Linked DNA regions of Mus musculus: region 1 is linked to region 2. The links are chromatin contacts, called in public HiChIP or PLAC-seq maps. All regions are on one chromosome and are shown on one strand. Each heading gives the region's core, a stretch centred on a gene start, on an enhancer-like site or on the middle of the called end of the contact. The rest is flanking DNA. Distances are from core to core; before and after follow the strand shown.

The links. HiChIP or PLAC-seq counts read pairs in DNA pulled down with a chosen protein or histone mark.
Region 1: a contact with region 2 is called in an H3K27ac HiChIP or PLAC-seq map of embryonic stem cells, with 2.6 times the contacts expected there. The contact joins the promoter of 1190007I07Rik here to the promoter of AU041133 in region 2. A contact is called at or near these places in 1 of 484 Hi-C or Micro-C datasets (uterus), 3 of 115 datasets of contacts at active chromatin or transcription factors (effector CD8 T cells and embryonic stem cells) and 2 of 9 other capture datasets (liver and pancreatic islet).

The regions. Positions count from the first base shown.
Region 1 is chr10:82,621,553-82,624,864 of GRCm38.p6, reverse strand. It overlaps 1190007I07Rik (RIKEN cDNA 1190007I07 gene), which reads left to right and starts at 1,637. Exons shown (of 3, transcript NM_001135567.1): 1 at 1,637-1,900; 2 at 2,041-2,157. The coding sequence starts at 2,050.
Region 2 is chr10:82,126,743-82,129,793 of GRCm38.p6, reverse strand. It overlaps AU041133 (expressed sequence AU041133), which reads right to left and starts at 1,781. Exons shown (of 4, transcript NM_001163064.1): 1 at 1,696-1,781. The coding sequence starts at 1,698.

The sequences.
Region 1 (3,312 bases), core at 388-2,887, 500 kb before region 2:
GAATTTTATTATATGTAGACCAGACTGTCGTCCAACTTACTGAGATCTCCCTGCCTCTGCTACCCTAGAACTGGAATTAAAGGTGTGTGCCACCATGCTCAGCCTTTTTGAATTTTTTTTTTTAATTTTGAATTACATGCATGAGGGGATGTGTGGGTCCAGGCATGTGAGCACAGGTGCTCATGGGATCCAGAAGTTTGGAGCTAGAAATGGCTGTGAGTTTCCTGAGTGTTGCCAGTGTCCTTCTAGTCCTCTGCAAAAGCCCTACCCACTCTTAAAAGTTGAGCCATTTCTCATACCTATTTAAACCACCATGTTTAATTTACATGTTTAGTTCTGAGACAGGTACCTGGAAGTCGCCAATTGGGCTAAGCTCTAGTGAAGCAGAGACAAGCCGATCTCTTGGGTTCACTGGGCAGCTAACCTATCCTATTTTGGGAGCTCCAGGTCAATGAGACACCCAGTTTGGAAGAGGAATAAAAGGAAAAAGAGAGGAAAGGACAGTGCCTGAGATTCAATGCTCCTGAAGTTGTCCTTTGACCTCTAAATCGCATATGTGCCCACACATGAACAGTCACAGAAAACTTGGGCATAATGTTGATTGCCTTAGTTGTGGGTATAGTCTTCCAGATGTATACTTTCTGTGAGATTATTATATGTCAAACTTAATACCATTTAGTTAAAACTAATTTTTTTTATTATCATGAAGTTAAAAAAAAGCATGTGTGTGTGCCTGTGTGTGTGTAAGAAAAGAATTTACAGAGCTATCTCTGCTTCCATCATGTGGGGCTGGGGGAGCAAAATTGTGTAGTCAGGTTTAATGACAAATGCCCTCCACCCCCAATCCTGAGCAATTTTGTGCCCAGAGTTAAAAAAAAAAGTTATCACGATTCCTGTTACACAATGCTACCTTAATGCTTCAAAATTCTTGCAGTTTACTTAACAAAAATGAACCCACAATCAAAGCATGAACCCACAATCAAAAACACTCTCAGATTAAGTAAGGTGATTGGAGGTCTCTTTTCCAGTAAAACCATGACCCAAAGGTACTGTACCTGGGTGTGGCTCTGTGTAAAGTTTCAAAGAACCGCAGGAACCAGGAGAATAAAGCTTTGAGCTGCTCTCTCTAGAGCAGTGGTTCTCAACCTTCCTAATGCTTCCACCCTGCAACACCCTCAGGATTTTTTATTTAATACCCTTAGGCTGTGGTGAGCCTCAACAATACAATTTACTTTGTTGCTATTTTATAACAGTGATTTTGCTGTGACTTGTAAATATCTGATATACAGGAGATGTGATAGACGACTCCCAGAAAGCGGTCAGTGAGTCCTTCCAAAGGTGTCCGATTTGCAGGTTAAGAAGAGGAGCTGTAGTGTGACCTGCCCTTTGCCCTTGCAAGTGCTGTGCTGCGAAACCCCGCCTCTTCCTAACCACGTGGGACACGTGCAGTTTCCTTTGTGCGAAAGATCAAAGGATGCTGTAAACATCACAGTTGCCAGGAATGGCAAACGCAGGATTGGGACAGTGACCAACCAGGAGCTAGGATTCCAGGCTGGCTAAGGGGTGGAAACGGTCAATTCCCCCCCCCCCCCCCCGCCCAATTCCAGCCCCAAGTCCGTCAGAAACAATCGAGTGCGCCTGCGCGAGTATTGCCTCCGCTTTCCGCTCCGTCGCTGCGTCGGACCCTGTACTTTGGTTCCTGCCCGCTGGAGGTCCGTCCTGGTTCTAAAGCGACCCTGTGACCTGTCTCCCTGCGCGCGTGCACTCCGCGGTACAGTCTCGTGCGCGCATAGTCGTGGGAAGGAACGAGGGGCTCCAGCGTCTCCCTGAGTGGCTGAGGGAGCGAGGAACCGCCGAGCCCTCCTTCCCCTGCTCGGCGGGCGCAGGCTGCAGCTAGCAGGTGCCCCGCTCGCTGGTCGCGGGGGAGGAAGTTGCGGGGGCACCCGAGGTGGTGTTGCGACTCAGCCACCCAGGGTCAGCGGTCAGGCCATCTGAAGGCTACCCAGCCCTCTAACGCTGTGCCCTTTCCGTCCCCGCCAGCTCTCCACCATGCCCGGGGGCGTACCCTGGTCCGCCTACTTGAAAATGCTTTCCTCCAGCCTCCTGGCCATGTGCGCCGGGGCCCAGGTGGTGCATTGGTACTATCGGCCTGACCTGGTGAGTGCTGTAGGGCGCGTGCCCATCCTCGGGGTGAGACCCTCGCGTTCAGTCCACTTTGCTCAGTCCCTCTTGACTTTTAGATTGTCCCCAGTGTTTGGATACCTAGCTCGCTCTTAACACTCAAGAGTGTGTCTAATAGTTGTGGTGAGCCAGCCTGGTCTACAGAGCGAGTTCCAGGGCATCCGGGGCTACACAGAGAAACTGTATCGCGGGAGTGGGATATCTATATCTATATCTAAATCTATATCTATCTATATGCTTATAGATAGATATATGCATATCTTAGTGAAACAGAAAGTGTCACGAACTTTCAATGGAAATGCAGTTTTGTGTCTCGTTTCTGCAGGAGTAGTTGCCTGCCGCACTTTACCGAGGAAATAATGCCTAGAATTTGATCCTGTGAGGTTGACTTGATTCATCTCATTACTATTGGAGATGTGCAAGGGTTGTTACCAGCAGCTACCTGTAGTTGGGGAGAAAGCAAAACAAAACCAGTCTCTAAAATGAGCGGTACTAAGGGTCCTAGGCCACCTCAGACTGGTTAGTAGAGAATCTTTACTGATAGGCGTAGAGGCCAAGGTGGCTGGCTGCTATAGGATGCTGAATGCTTTCCTATTATTTAAGGGATTTATGTCCATTACCTACCTTGTCTTTTGCAATTATTCCAGCCACCACTGTTATAACTGAAAGGTTTGGGGAGAGAGCAGAGGAAAGGAGACCGTGGTGGCTGCCCAAAGTTGGCACTCAGTGCTGCCTTAGGGAGAACAGCTAAGATGCTTTGTTTTAGGTGTCCAGCATAACTCACTCATTAGGACAGCAAAAGAGACAACTGTATTCTCATAGTTCTTTAGGCTGAACCCCAGGTCTCATCCTAATTCATCTCTTATTGTGTGCCTCAGCAAATGCCACTGGGTAAATATGGACAATACATCCACATCTGTCCACATCGATCACCACACTGCCTACCCTAGCCAAGCCACCGTCAGTTTCTCTCTTCAGTTAAGACAGTAGCTTCCTGCCCATCTTCTGCCCTCCACTCCTGCTTTCCCTGAAACGTCTCAACAGAGCTTCCATCGCTCTTTTTTATCCTGGAGTCAGGCCATGTCGTTCTCCTCAAAACTCACCAGTATCTTCCTGCTTCCAAAGCAAAAG
Region 2 (3,051 bases), core at 532-3,031:
ATCACACCACACACATCGAGATTAGTGAATAAAAAATCTCTTTATAATGCCAAGTCTCAAGCTCCAGTGAACAGATTTTGCAAACTTCTATAACTACACACTGCAGACTTATACATCCCACATATGCTGTCAACCTCTAGTCGTTCAAATAAGAATGGTGCCCACTAGCCAGGCGTGGTGGCCCATGTCTTTAATCCCAGCACTCGGGAGGCAGAGGCAGTCGAATTTCTGAATTCGAGGCCAGCCTAGTCTACAGAGTTCCAGGACAGCCAGGCTACACAGAGAAACCCTGTCTCAAAAAAACAAAAAAACAAAAAACAAAAGAAAGAAAAGAATGGTGCCCACAGGCTCATGGGTTTCAATGCTTGGTCATTAGAACGAGGTGTTACTTGACAAGGCGAGGACTTTTTTTGCTTTGGAGTTTGCGTGGCCTTCTTGGAAGAAGTGTGTGTCACTGGGGCTGGGCTTTGGAGTTTCAAATGCTTGGGCTAGGCTCACAGTCTCTCCTCCTTCCTGCTGATCTGGATTTAGAACTCTCAGCTACTTCTCCAGCACCATGTCTGACAATGTCCCACCATACTCCCCACCATGACCAAACCTCTAAAACTATAAGCAAGCCCTAATTAAATGGTTTCCGTCAATAAGAGATGCTGTGGTCATGGCATCCCTTCACAGAAACAGAACTTTGACTAAGGCACTGCTCCGATCTAATGGCTTCCTAGGACTGCTTTCTTATGCATCCCAAGACCACCTGCCCACGGCAGCACCAAACACAGTGGGATGGGAACTATTGCATCAATCATTAATCAGAAGAATACCTATCCATTGCTTGTTCCAAGCTCACCAAATTTGACCAGTATACCTACTGAGTCTTCTCCTAACACCCAAAGACAGATTCTAAAGCAAACCTAAATTCTCTTAACCCTCAGATTTCATCTTGTGCATAGGCATACACACATGTAAATTTCTGAAAATCTGTCAAGTTTAAGACTGGCGAGATGGCTCAGCACTTAAAACCACTTATAAAAAAGCCGATGACAAAAGGTCATCATGAATGAAAACATGAGCACACAAGACTGAATAAACAGCACAGTGACACCGTCTGACTTCTAAATTACCCTACACCTGCAATAAAGACTGTGCTGTTTGAGACAAACAGAACATGAGAGAACAAGCACACTTAGGGCAAAAACACAATTAATATTCGGTCGATTTTGACAACTTATGCAGGGAAACACAGTGAGTCTGGCCTTACTAACACACGTGATTGGTCCACCGTGGCATCTACATGCGAATGTGTTAATGACACAGACTTTACACTGCGCAGAGTTAACTGAGATGGATGCTACACCCGAATGTCAAGTGCCAGGTTCAGAACTTCTGGAAGACTAGGGAAACTAGAGGTCTGCCAGCCAGCCACTGCCTCCCTTGACAATGACAGCGCGCATGCGCGAGCTCTGCAGCCAGCCCAGAATGGTTTATAAGCCCAGCTCCCGCTTCCCATGCGGTGCGCAGGCGCAGCCAGGAGACCTAAGTCAATGAGAGGTCCCGCTTCCACCTGCGGGACCACAACTCGGGAACAAACGGAATGACACCGACGCCGCGTCTCGCCGCCAGTTCCCGCACCCCGAGTCAACCCCACACGGGCTCCCGCGGATCTGCTCCTCCCCGCGTGGGGACGGCGGCCCCGCTCACCATGGCGCGGATTCGGACCTCGCCCCACTCTCCTCACAGCTGCGGGAAGCAGGGTCACTGCGCCCAACATGGATGGAGGAGTCTTCCTCTGCCACACACCGGAAGTGCCCGCCTCCATTCCGATTGGTGTTCCGCCTCGAGGCCCTGATTAGCTGGTGAGGCCTGAGTGACAGGAGCAGATCCCTTAGCGACTGAGGCTGTGAAGGGACGCAGCACAGTCATTCTCAGCCCTATCCTCCACCCCAGGCACAGAACAGATTGGCCTTACACCTGGACTGCAAAGTCGTCCCTGCACCTAGTGGGAACTTCTCCTTCATATAGGTCTCTAGCATATGCAGATCATTAAACAAGGTGTAGTGGATTGATCCCCCTGCCTCACAACTGAAAGAAAGCCCATTTCCATTCAGGTCAGATTTAAACTACCGGATGGATATTTACCAGGTATCAGCAATTTCAACAAGGCACACCATGGATTGCAAACACCTCTCTCAACTGCACGTCGTTGAACAAACATAACAGTGCCCCAGCCTTCTGCGGTGGCACTGCCTTATCATGCAACCTTGTGATGTAGAGGCAGGGCATCAGTAGTTTAAAACAGCCTGGTCTATGGCACAATACACCACCAATTCTGGTCCAGGGAGGTATCAGTATAAGATGATGATGGCTCATGCCAAACAAGTTTATTAAGAAGTGCATGTATGATACACTGTTTGCAGAGGGAGAATCAGTCAGCAGAAACCAATTCAGCAATGCTGACAAGAAAAATACAGGATGCCTCAGATTGAGCACAGGTGGCCTTGGAGCTTATAACCACGGCCCCTCAGGCCAAAGAGCCAGGTTCCCTTGACTCCTTCAAGACCTCCTGAAGCACCAAAACAGACCTTGCCAAGTTGACCTTTGGCAAGAACATAAAACTAGCACCTCTAAGAAAGTCTTGGATGGCAGGAGACGGGTGTTAAATCATTCTTAAAGTTGTTTTCTATGTGGGCATATTAGAAGTAAGTTCAGGGTGGCCAAGGAAGAGACCAGCATTGCCATTTTAGTGTCTGGAAAAAGAAAACGTTACTCTTCATCTAGAAGCTATGTTCCTGCCCTAAGCAGAGGCTTTGTTGGTTTTTATTCTAAAGAGGTGGTGGCTGTATCATTTCCCCTTTGGCTTGAGTCTCACCTCAGTCTTATTCATTTGGATAGTCTAGAAAGAATTGCTGCAACGGATATGGAGAAGTAAGAGAAAAGACGTGCTGCTCCAGAGACAAGTGGATCTTTGAGGAAACTAAGGTTTTACCGGGATAGGGAAATTAAAAATATTTGAATTTCTTAATCCAAAAACAAGATTAATAGTACTTGATGGAAAAT